2 separate regions of the Mus musculus genome follow, and region 2 is linked to region 1. The links are chromatin contacts, called in public HiChIP or PLAC-seq maps. All regions are on one chromosome and are shown on one strand. The core of a region is the stretch at or near the end of the contact, and the rest is flanking DNA. Distances in the headings are between cores, read along the strand shown. Region 1 holds the start of Gm3764 (predicted gene 3764). Region 2 has its middle 10 kb from the start of Lmna.

Region 1 (6,305 bases), core at 2,707-5,206:
AGGGGAGGGGCTGTGAGTGGGGGGTGAAAGACAAGAGCCCCCCGACCATTGTACCGCTGGGGCCTCACCTTCCACCAAATATTAAACCCTAGCCCTGGAAACCAACCTCCAAATCGTTCTCTAAGAACAAGATAATTTATCTCCCACTTTGAGCCTGTGGTTCCACCCCTCCTGTCTAGACATCCAAGAACTGGTGGCCCCTGTCCCTAGTCCAGGTCTCAGCCTTTATCTCCCAGTGGCCGCTTATTCCTTCACAACCAAGATCTAAATTTGTGATTAATCCAGTTGGTTGGGCTAGGTGCCTGGGGAGCTTTGGGGAAGGAGGGACTGAGCACCCCACCCTCAAGTGGCAAAGGGTGTCTTCTACAAGTCTCCATCAGCTCCACTCTCCACACGCCCCACACACATTCAATCACAGCCTCAAGTTCAAAAGTGAATTAAAACTCAAAGAAGCCTGGGGACAGGGACAAGAGTACTTCTGTCATTCATTCTCTTCCCCTGCTTCCTTGGGGACAAGGGTGGCCTGGAGGAACAATAGTGTCCCCTGGCCCCTTCTTCCTGCATTGGGTTAGAAAAGGCAGCAGAAAGCAGTGGGGATGACAAAGACACACACACACACACACACACACACACACACACACACACACACCCCAGGCTTGAGAAGGGAGGAGGAGGAGGCGTCTCTGGCTGGACGGACAGACTGTTATTTTGGTGGTGGGCATGGTCCCAGATAGGGGCAGCGTTCCCCTTTTTCCTGGCTTTTCAGGGAGAGCAGCAAGAGAAAGAAAGAAGCAAACGAAATTCCTGAATGGATAAGAGATGCTACGTCAGCGGTACTGGAGCCGCATCCTCCACTCCACGAGAAGAGAAGAGCTAGGAGAGACCAGCGGGCGGTAGCTGCGGCGAGTGGCCTCTCCGTGCGGCACAGAGGCAAGGTAAGTAGACACTGGGGTCCAGGGAGGGACCGAGCCCTGGCAGGCATCTGGGCTGGGCTTGAAGGGTGATACCCTAGGAAAACGAGTCAAGACATCCAAACCTAACCTTCCTCCTGGCTAATGGAGGCTAGTACCACAGAAAGGAAAGCTGGTAAAGACTGGGGGGGGGGGGTCCATAAAAAGGAAGCAGGCGACAAGGAGACGTGCGTGCGTGGAATTGGCCTCTTGCCCACCGGGTTTCACTCCTGCCTCCCGGGCACCCAGAGCATCCATCGGGAGCTGGAAGCAAGGGCTCTGCCCCAGGCCAGAGGCCCCTGATCCCTCTCCCTTACCCAGCCCCTGTCAGCCCAGAGCTCAGTAAATTAGTCAATGAGATTGGGGGTGGGAGGGTGGGGAGGGTCACAGTGCTACTGATCCTATTAATCCGCCCCTCCCTTCGCTCCCCCAGACATGGCCAACATCTTAATGCAGCGGAGGGAGGCTGGAAGGAGAGCCGACACCAGGGAAGAGGGAAATGGCTCTGACTCGGGACTCTTGGGCCTCTCCCCTGGTCTGCCTTATTCCTCTCTGTCCCAGAGACTGGGGTTTAGGAGAAGAGCAAGTCTGGGGGGACTTTGGGGTGAGGGGAAACATCCCATGTTTCTAGGAAAGTGGAAACGAGAATTGGGAGTGGGTGGGAACCATTTTACAGAATTTATATTAATTTCATTCTCCTTCACTGTGTTCCCACGAGTGGAAAGGGAGCGAGGGGCAGACTCGGGCTGGGGGACCTCTGATTCAGCTTCCTTCACATTTACCCTAACATGGTTGCTCTGTCTTGGAGTGGATTTTGTTTTTTGTTTTAATTTTTTAAAAGAGTACCAGGATGCAAGGAAGAGGCCACCACTCTCCTGCCCTGAGTCCCCACCTACACTGTAATTTTGGCACACAGTCTGTAATTATGTGGAACAGGAGAGATTGGAACAGAAAAGACCAGTGCTGGTGCCCCAGAGGTTAGGTTCCTAGGAGGGGCTGAGGCTGTCAGCGGCCATTCATTTGCACACACATGTCCCACGTACACTGGGTTGGCTTCTTACAGTTGCCCTGGGCACTGTGAGTCTGGGGTGTCTGGGCAGCAATAGGGACCCCTGAGCTCTCTTTGAATCAGGTCAAAGAAGTGGGAGGCTCCCCCCTGCTGTAGCACCTGTCTTCTCTCAGGTCAGTTGATGGGAGAGGAGGGTCCTCTTTGATAATAGTTTCAGACTGGGGCCCCCCCACAACCAATGAAGGGGTGGTGTCGTGGGGCTGGGGCTGCAAAGGAGCTGGGCCATTTGAGCACTGAGTGTGGGAAGTGGGGAAGAGGTTTGCAGAACACTCCTAGAAAGCCAGCTTGGGTGGAAGGCCCATTTCTACTCCTCAGCTCCCCCTGCCCCCAAATTCTTCTGCATTTAATTTCTCCCTGACTTAAATAATAAAATAATCAACGTGGAATTTCATTAGAGTGTTTTTAGGAGTTACCTATGTTGTTCCCCAAACCCTAAATTTAATCTGAATATAAAAAATTAGAAAAACACTGTGAAATGTGTGTGGAACCCTCACCGAACATTAAATAATAGGCAGTGCTTTGTATTCACGCCTTTTGTGTACATGAAGAGAAGAGCACTGATACCCACGGCATGTCTTTTTGGATCCTGAAAGATGCAAGGATTTAAAGACAGGAGTGGGCAGGGGAAGGAAGGGAGGAAATGCGATTGCAGAGATCATAGTATCCATCATTATTGATTTTTAAGGTGAGGTATTGAACTTTTTTGATCCTCTTGCCTCAGTTTATGGAATGCCGGCATTACAGGTGTGTCCCACCAGGCCTAGCTACAATTGAGAATATCTTTGATGCACACAGCACTTAACAGTTTATAGGGCAGACAGAAAGATAGCCCTGGCCCAGGTTCTCCATTCCACCTATGCATGCACTGTGATAGCCCAAGAAATCTGTGAGGAGAGGGTAGTTGGCTTTAGCTTGCTGTGAGAGAGTCCTCCAGGTGGGTTCACCTCAGGCACTGGGCCTTGAGGATTGGGTGGAGGTGTGGAGGCGTGGTGGTGAGGTCAAGGCAGTGAGACCAGAGTCACCATCCAGAACTAATTGAGAGACCTGGCAGGGTATCTGACCAGTCTTTTGTTGAGCTAGCTGGGCAGGCTTGAGCCCTGAGGATCAAACTGGGGAGCAATGGGAGAATTCTGGAGAGAGACTGCTGATGGAGGGAAGAGGACCAAGCCCTAACCTCTGTATCCTTCCCTCCACAGAAGCAGCCATCCATCCAGAAGCAGCCTCCGTGTTCCGTTTGTCCGGATGTCATCGTAGGTGGCCGGCATCTCTGGCTTTGGGGTATTTATTTCCTTCCTTGCTTTGATGGTGGTGTGGGTGGGGGAGGGGAAAAGGGAAGCTAGTCCTGTTCCACCCCAGCTCTCCACCCCACTCGCTGTCTCTTCTAGGCTTTGATTTTGGTCCATTTTGTAGTAAGAACTGCATTGTCAAAGCTAAGAAGCAATGCAAACAACATAGCCTGGGGACAAAAGGCCACCCTGTGTCTGGTTCGGTGCAGAGAGGAAAGCGCCCTCCCTCTTCTTCCACAGCTCCCTGGGGACGAGATGGGGGTCTTTGACTCTGGGGAAGTGGTTGAGAAAGGTTTGAGAAAGGGACAGAGATAGCTAAGGGGGTGTCAGGTGAGCCAGGAGAGCAGTATAGATTGGGATGGATGGGGTGGGGGGAGCTGGGTCTTTAAGTCGCTGAGTGGGTACATGAGCACCTTTAGCATTGGGAGATAATGCTACTTGCCTTGTCCATGAATTTACCACTGAATGTGTCTGAGTTTATGGGTGTGAGAGTGCATGCCTGTGATTGAGTATGGGTGTGCTTTACACACTCGCGCTTTTGACCAGAGAAGAGCTTATGGGAAACATGGATGACTAAGCTGACCCCTGGCCATCTTAGTCACCATGTCTCATTTCCCTACAATGTAGGACTGGGGCAATAGGCATGTGAGTCCATGGGGAGCAGACCAGGAGGAGCTGGGAAGGCTGAAAATGCTCCCACTTCCAGGAAGGGTGTGTCTCAGGGGCCACCTCCTCTAAATGGAGTCTCCAGGCATCCTAACCTCATCAGTGCATTGCTAACTGCTGTTACTTTTATTTGTCCCAATGCTATACACATTGCAGGCATTCAGTGACAGAATACTGTTTAATAGTAGCCACAGTAATTAGTAGCACAGTAATTCTGTTGCAGAGATAAGCACACCCCCAGATAAAGCTCTGAGTGTATCTTTAAGGCAAATCCACCTTGCAAACAAGGGAAAACTATGTTTTTATTATACTTTCTAAGCATTAATCCCTTATGCACTACTTTACTATTTCAGGAAAGTGCTTTACTGCCAAAGTTTACATAGAGTCTCAAAAGGTCCAGTCCAGACAGCATAACTGAGCCTGTGCTTCTGTCTCTGTAGGCCCTTCAGACTCAGAGACAATAGGTGGGCAGCTGTATTGAGAGGGGACATTGGCTTTGGTTGTAGCTGTGCCTCAAGGCTTAGGTGTTTGCCTAGTATGTATTGAGCCCTGGGTTTGATCCCAGGAACCCCCAAAGGATGAAGGCTCCTGGAACACCCACAGACCCCTATTAGCACAAAGAGTTGAAATGTCCTCCCAAGAAGTAGTCACAGTGAGAGCCACAGGCCACCAGAGAGTAGACTGCTTTGTGCTGGAGGAGACAGAAAGGGCTCTGCTCCTTAGGAGACTGAGGCTGGTGAGCCAATCCAGCCCTCTGGGCGCTTGTGCCCAGCCCTGAGTCCTGCAGACTTGCTGCATCCATTGCTGTTCTCTGTTGTCTCCTCTGACACAAATACATTTCTCAAAGATTCTGCATAAACCTTCCCTACTGTTTTGGTTTGTGAAGGAAGAATACAATACGTCAGAAAGAAAAAAGGAAAAAAAAAAACTTGTCTTTGAGGACTACTTTTGAAGGAGTTTCTTATTTTAAACTGGAAGAACGTAATTTATACTCACACTGATTCCAGTTAAAAGGAGCAGAAGGTCCTCTGCTTCTCTCTGTGCATAGTGAGGTCCCATTTACACTGGGGCAAAGGTGTCATTCACCTGCACCCCTAAAGGATCAATGGGGGTGCCAGCTTGTCCTGTGAACCCAGACAAAATTTGCTTCCCTGGCAACTGGACAGAGGAGGGCATTCTAACATGCAGTGGGCTGTTCTTTTGTGGGTTATCTTCTTGATTTGGATGCTGTTAAACTGAACTGCCCCTAAAAAGCTCAAATTCAATATAAAAGGTGGCAGGACTTTATTCTGTATCTGCTGTGTGGGGAACAATTTTTTAGCACCCAGCAAAGTGTGTTCATTTCTTCCTTAAGGTTAATTTTTGAGAAAGTCCAGTTGAGCCTGAATTTGGCCATTAGGAATATGGGGTGGGAGTGTACATCGGACAAGGAAATCTTTGTGTATTCTCTCCTTCCCAACAAAAATACAGCAGTGCCTGAGAGGAAAAGTTTGACTGGCTCAGCTGCCTCCTACCTCAAGGCTTGCAGGACTCCAGGGCAGGGGGTTCCTGTAGAGGGCTGGGAATGGTAAAACTTGGTGAGACGGAAGGGAAACATCTTACTAGCAGCTAGGGCTCTCTTTTCCAAGGCTGGCTCTGACCTCCAAACTTTTTGGTGTTGGGAAGGGAGGAGAGGACAAAGGTACTTCAGGGGTTTGAAAGCAGTTTTGTGGGAAGAGCAAACCAATGCTCTTAGGAAGCTAGGTCAGCATGTGGGGAGGAGTTTAGTGTGCATGTCACATGTATGTCAGGCATCCTTGAAAGGGCACAAGGTGGCATGAAGGGCATGAGGGAGCATGCAGAGAACGGGTCACAGGCTTGTAGGCATGGTGGAGAAATGTAGTCAAGGGCTTTACCAGGGTTGATCTAGGAATTGTATTTAGCACCATGCCCAGAGGGAAAGTTGCCTAGAGAACATTTGGGGGGAAGAAACCCCTTTTTCTGCAGGTGTACTGGAGCTCCAGGAGCTCCCAAGCCCTCTGGGCACACCATTCTGAGCTGTAGGGGAGTGAAGGAGACAGTTTAGGGTGTGCCCTTTTCTCTGCCCCACCATTGGACATGGCTTAGTTCTGGCAAATCATCCAAGCTGCCAAAGCTTCTAGAACACCTCTCCCCCAGCTGGTTTTGGTGGTGCATACAGGCTTGTAATCTCAGCACTTGGGAGGCTGGAGGCAAGAAGATCAAAATTTCAAAGCTGGTCTGTGCTAAAATAAGTTCAAGGCTAGCCTGAGCAGCTTAGCGAGACTGTCACAGAATAAAAAGTGAAAGAGGTAGGGCTTAGGGGCAGTAAAAGAG
Region 2 (6,305 bases), core at 1,283-3,782, 300 kb after region 1:
CCAGGACAGCCAGGGCTATACAGACAAAACTGAAAAGTAGAATTAAATAAATACAACGTGGAGCACACCCTCTAATCCAGCGCTCCCCAGGTCGAGGCCAGCCTGGACTAGTTAAACAGTGAGTCTATCTCAAAAAACAAACAAACAAAAAAACCAGACAGACAGACAACCAAAGCCTGGCATGGTGGCACATTCCAGCAGTTCGGAGGCTGAGGGAGTAAGGAAAAACTGAAGTTGAAGGCTGTACACAGCCCCATGTCCAGATGAAATCATCTTGGATTACATGTGTGAGATCCTGTTTTGTGGTTTTGATTTTAAGGTGTGTGTGCGCGTGGATGTGCATGTGTTTGGGGGTGGCTGGAGAGGTGGCTCAGCAGTTAAGAGCAATGGTCGCTCTTGCAGATGTCCTGGGTTTGATTCCCAGCACCCATGTGGTAACTCACAGCCATCCATTAGCTCTAGTTCTAGGAGATCTGAAGCCTTCATCTGGTCTCCACTTGTATCAGACACCCACGTGCAGGCAAACCACTCCTACACATAAAATACATCAATCTTTAAAAACGGAAAGACAACTGTGTGTGTGTGTGTGTGGTTTTTTTTTTTTTTTTGGTTTTTCAAAACAGGGTTTCTCTGTGTAGCCCTGGCTGTCCTGGAACTCACTTTGTAGACCAATCTGGCTTGAAACTCAGAAATCTGCCTGCCTCTGCCTCCCAAGTGCTGGGATTAAAGACGTGAGCCACCACTGCCCTGCAACTGTATATGGTCTTGAGTTTCACTCTGACAACTGACCGCATGGGCAGGCTTCTCTCAGAAGGCTAACTTAGAAGGGCCTGGGTGACCCCGAGGCTGATGTTTTACATTCTAAGTTTTGGGGTATCCTCTGCAACTGTGTCTAGCCCCCAGACTCCCTAGGTCTGCCTCCACTGCCCTCTCCTGGGGAAGTGAGAGAGGAAGTCTTTTGAGGATAAGGGAGTGCAAGGGAGATTTCATGAAGGAGTAGGGAAGAGGGGTTGCCAAGTGGGAGAGGGCACTAGGTCCCTGTGAGACCAGCTGGTGGAGTTGGGGGGATGGGGGCCGTTTGTTTGAGCAACAGTCACTCCTAGAAGCCAGCAAGCTTCAGCGTGGGAGGAGCCCAGGTGTCTTGCTGCAAATCCTTCCTTTCCTGACCTTCACTAGTGCAGTCGGCCAGATTGCCCTGTCCACCGTCCCTAAGCCAGCCCAATGCCTGCCCTGGAGGGATACCCACTGGCCATTTAAGTCTGGGAAGCTCAGAGTTCACAGGGTACCCTTAAGCACTTTGGCCTGAAGTGGCAGACAAAGAGAAAAAAGGAACTGCAGAAGTTCAGACCCTGACTGGAGAGGAGAGTCAGGTCATAGGTGAAAACAGGCCCCTCGCTAGATGTGACCCCCAGGCTCAGGGAGGTTTAGGGTGGCTTCTTTCCTGTGATTCCCTCAAGCCTACCTCAGAGGAGGTAAAATATGGCGCTGGCTTCCTAATGGGGGAATGCCTGGCTTATATGGGGCTCAGTGCCTCTTTTCTTTCCCAGGAGCTTACTGGAATGAAGGACATTTCGATGCAGGACACACACACCTCCTGTTGGAGGATAGAATCCCAAGACCCAGCAAGCACCAACACTGTCAAAGGATCCACAGTCAGAAGGAGGGAGAGAGAGAGAGAGAGAGAGAGAGAGAGAGAGAGAGAGAGAGAGAGAGAGATATGCAGGGGAAGAGAACCCTTTGACTTGGGCTAAGCCCTTACTCAGTCTCTGAGAGTGTCTGATGGGTCAGGAAGTAGAGGGTGAATCAGCGAGAGTTGAGCACAGGGAAGAGGGAAAGAATGGCCAGAGGAAGGAAAGAGAAGGCTGTGGGGAATTCTGCCGTGATGGAGGGCCTGGACCACATCTGCAGTGCAGGCCCAGACTTTGAAGTGGAGAGCTGGGTAGACAGAATTGAGGAGAGGGGCAACTACTCTGCCAGACTCCAGTACATCAGTCCCAGATCTTGGTGGGGCAAATATTTACCCGATGACAACAGTTGCTAGGCAGGCAGGAAGGAGGATGGAGGCCAATAGCTGGAGGCTCTTCCAGGCTCCGCCCCAACCCTCCTTTAAAAAAAAAAAAAAAAAAACAGGCTTGGAAGGTGAGCCTTAGACTTCGCTCTGGCCCTCACCTGAGTCCTGGAGGCTCAACTGGCCCTGTGCACCATATATCAACTGGCAACAGGCAGGAGAGCTAGCTGAACAAGGGGAAATTTTTAATTGCAGGCTTTCCCTGCGCTCCAGTTAGCTCTGGGGAACAGAAGCTGTGTAATGAGTGCCCCCTTCTCGAGGGGGGAGTGGGCTGCCAGGAGGCAGGGACTGAGTGAGGGAAGACACGCTGAGGGGAAGTCAGGATGATGTCTGGGCAGGAGGAGGGAGAGCGTGCCATTAGAGCCTTCTATGGGGTGGTGGGGGCGGGGGTCTGAGAAGTTCTGGCCCTGGGAAAGAGGGGAGAAAGAGGGGAGAAAGAGGGGAGGAAGGGTGTGTCCAATGGAGCCAGATGTAGTCCATGTGATGTGGCCTGTCGCTGGCATGGGTACAGCAGGGGCAGGATGTGCCATACAAGCTGGGAAGAATTAGTCAGATGCTGGGGGGGGGGGGCGGGCGGGCCGGGAGATGACTGACAGCTAATCTAGGAACCCCGAGGAAGCATCTAAGGACAGTCAGGCGGCTCAGGGTCTGCAGACCAGGCTGGACTAGGGGCAGGAGCCACCTTCCCGAACCTTCTTGAGAAAAGCACCATCTTCTCGCTCTCCTCAGGTGCCCCTCCCCATTTCCCCAGTTGAACTGGATGCTGAATAAATCCTCTTCCAGAGGCTGTGACACTAGGCTAGGCGCTAGCACGGGGTATGTTGAGAGCTATGGGGCCCAGGACCCAAAGGATCTGCTGCAGACTCTCTTCTCTGCATACTTCCTCAATGTGAGGCCCCTGTTCTGCAAAGCTTCTTGAAGCCACAGCCTGATCTCACCCTCCTCCGTACCTGGCCCTCTGCAGACAGGGCAGGAAGGGTTGGCAAGAAGATCTCGGGGGAAGGAAACTCCTGAGGCTAAGACATGGTTGTCTTTAAGGTTTGGAGATTTGGACAGAGTAACCCCAGGGGCAAAGTCCCCAACTCTACTTTCGATCCCCATGTGTCTACCCAGAAGCAGAGACAATATGGGTAATCTGCTGAGGAGAGACAAAAACTAGACCACAGGAGGGACTTTCCAGAAGTCCCTTTGCACAAGTCTACAAAGGGAGGGAAAAGAGAGGATCCCAGACACCAAAGCAGAACTTAGAAGTAGGTACAGACGAGTAGTTAGAATTAAGCCTGTGGAAATCCAGCATGGGTGGGGCTTGGTGGAGCGCTATGCTAAACCCAGCACCCAGAGACCGGCAGATCGCTGTAGCTCAGGGTCATGCAGCTTCAGGCCTTAAGCTCTGAGCCAGCTAAAGCTAGAGTCAGATCCTGGAGAGAGAAAGAGAAAGGGATGTGGAGAGAAGAGGAGGAGGAGGAGGAAGAGGCCGCTGAGGCAGCAACATGGCTGAAAGGCAAATCCAAGTTGGCAACCAAAAGGCCGTTGTTCTCCAAACTCCCATTGGAAAATTTGAAAAATACCCATAAAGATGTGACTCACTAACCCCTCCCCAGGGGTCCCCTTTCCTGGTTTCTATGATTTCTCTCCCAAGAGTTAAATTCACGGTTCATTTTCACAGGAACCAAAGTCTGAAGAGGGAGGGCACAGGGTTGCCTGTAGGCGTCTGAGAGGCGCCTGAAGAGGGGCTGAAGTGGAGGTGTGTCCTAGGCTGGCAGGCCAGGGTGTGGCAACGGGCCACCATGGGAGGCCTTGGGATTGCCAGGGAGTGAGTGGAACTATGGACTGGAGGGTGGACAGAGTTGAATGCCTCAGCCATACATAAGACAACTGGCTAAGCAAGCGGCCAACATGGCAAGCCCAGCACAGGACAAGCAGGAAGTCTGCACTCTTCAGTCTCCAGATAGGGTAGGGCTGGGCTGAAGCTTGGTGTCCTAATAGGTCAACAGTATATCCACAGCACCCTGCTGCCCTGTGTCTCCAGCCCAGGAGGGTCTCTCTTGCTCCTCAGAACCCACTCCCAACAGGTTGGGAGCAGAGAGTATCCCCAGACTTGCTCACCCCCAGAGAGGCTAAGGAAACGGGAGGCTTGGCCACTGCCCAGAACCCAGTGCCCTTCCCCTCTTTGAAATGCTCAGAGATCGACCCCATGGATTCTCAGGCCTCGGACTTTCCCCACCTCAGCGTCCTACATAAATTCATATTGTATTTGTGCTAGAGATGGCACTCAGGGCCTCAGGTGTGGCTTTTGTTTGGTTGCCCTGACTACCCAAGAGCTCACTATTCAGACCAGACTAGCTTTGAACTCACAGAGCTCTAGCTGACTCCACCTGCAGAATCCAGGTATCTGGGAGGTACGCGCCACCCTCCACACCTCATTTTTTTTTTTTTTTTGAGACTTAGACTCTGTTCCTCAAGATGGCCTTGAGCTTGCTCTGTAGTTAAAGACAATAGTGAACCCTGCCCTTCCTGCCCCTCCTCCCTCCTGCCTCTCCCTTTCAAGTGCTATGATCACAGTCACCATTCCTGACTTCAGATGGAGTGTATAGCCCAGGCTATTCCCAGACTTGTGGCAGTTCTTACTTCATCCTCCTAGAAGCTGGCATTACAGGCATGTGCTACTCCTCCTCCTGATCCAGCTGTCATCCTTTATGTGTCCCCATGACACCCTGACCCCACTCACTCAGCTCTCAGCCTCATCCTCACCATCTCTCTGGACCAAGGAGCCCCAAGCCATAGGTTCTTCCTCTAACCTTTTTCTCCACCTGAGTACCCCCTTTAGCTCCTTGATGCCTTTGGCCGTCCCTAGAAGATGTACCCTCCCTGCCGCGCAACCCTCGCTTCTGCCCTATTTCTTTTCCCTTGAGCGTCTGCTAAAGAAAAACTCATTCATGCTTCTACAAGACTTCAAACCAACAGTAGAGTCTCCCTGTATTTGGGATGAAGTCCAAATTCCTCGACCTGGCTTGCAAAGCCCTCTGTGATCCAAGCTCTGCCTGCACGACTAGACTCAACACTTGTGCTGTCAATGCCAACAATCCCAGCCTCTTCTGTTTTGATCTAAGCCGACATTCAGGACTGAGCACATGCTTTCCCGTAGACCGGTGGTTCTCGCCCTGTGTGTCTTGACCTCTTTGGGGGGGGGGGGTGTCAAGCAACCTTTTTACAGGGGTCAAATATCAGATATCCTGCATATCAGATATTTATATTACGATTCATAACAGCAGCAAAATTACAGGTATGGAGTAGCAATGAAAATAATTTTAAGGTTGGGGATCACCACAGCACAAGGAATGTTGAGAACTGCTGTAGCCCAACTCTTACCCATCATCCAGGTTCAGCTAAAAGTATCAGGAAGTCTAGGCTCAGAGTTTCCATTAAGCTTTGAGCACTTCTCGTCACAGGGCGGTAAGGCTACCTGTTGATGCCCCTTCCCCTATTAGGGTGCCTCCTTGAGGACTGGGGCTGGAAAGACCTGAGCCTCACTCCTGTCCCCAGAATCTGGCCTACTGTGTGTTGCATGGAAAGACCCCAACATATCTGAACTCAGCATCTTCAGGAAGCGGTCCCCTTGATGTGTCCTTTCAATGTGTCAGCATGTCCCCTTCCTTCTGCCACACACCCTGCTCTTCATCTTTTAGCTTCACCCCCATTTTGTCTGCCTTCACTGCTGCTCCCCTCCAGAGCTTTGTCTGTACACCCCACCTGGGTTTCCCTCCACACCCAATGCAGGTGTGCTCACAATAGCAGCAGTTACAAGAGCCGCTTCTGTGTCAGGGCTTGTTCTAGCTGCTTCCAATCCCCAGGAGGAGCCAAAATCCAAATCAAGCAAGAGGTTGGCCCAAGAATCTGGCTTATCTGATGACTCAGGACTGTGTTCTGTAGGCATACACCACCATTACAGCTCCATAGTCACGGTGGGTAAGGGAGATGGGATGTAATGCTAGGCCCTTAGCAAATGTTTATCCAGGGAATGAGCAATATAATTGCCTACTTTTATAGCAAGTCTTATTGCTGGCAAAACATCATCTCAGGGCAGCCTTGAGAAGTGAGCATAACACAGGGAGTATTCTCATTTTATAGAGGACTCTGAGTGAGTAGAGAGGGACCTGCTTGTGGCCAGGCAAGTAGTGATGAGCACTTGTCCCAACTGTAGGCAGGGGAGCTATGCCAGGCTTGGGGATCCTTCTAG

The links. HiChIP or PLAC-seq counts read pairs in DNA pulled down with a chosen protein or histone mark.
Region 2: an HNF4G HiChIP or PLAC-seq map of pancreatic cancer cells shows a contact between it and region 1. The contact joins two enhancer-like sites. A contact is called at or near these places in 1 of 484 Hi-C or Micro-C datasets (embryonic stem cells) and 3 of 115 datasets of contacts at active chromatin or transcription factors (effector CD8 T cells, embryonic stem cells and pancreatic cancer cells).

Annotation. Positions count from the first base shown.
Region 1 is chr3:88,206,420-88,212,724 of GRCm38.p6, forward strand. It overlaps Gm3764 (predicted gene 3764), which reads left to right and starts at 254. Exons shown (of 10, transcript NR_168089.1): 1 at 254-935; 2 at 3,216-3,297. Within about 2 kb of position 3,957, at least 21 of the 459 cell types and tissues checked have an H3K27ac peak or open chromatin away from gene starts, as enhancers often do. A contact at or near this core is called in pancreatic cancer cells, where this site is marked.
Region 2 is chr3:88,510,644-88,516,948 of GRCm38.p6, forward strand. No RefSeq gene overlaps it. Among named protein-coding and RNA genes, the nearest start is that of Lmna, 10 kb to the left of the region's middle. Within about 2 kb of position 2,533, at least 118 of the 459 cell types and tissues checked have an H3K27ac peak or open chromatin away from gene starts, as enhancers often do. A contact at or near this core is called in pancreatic cancer cells, where this site is marked.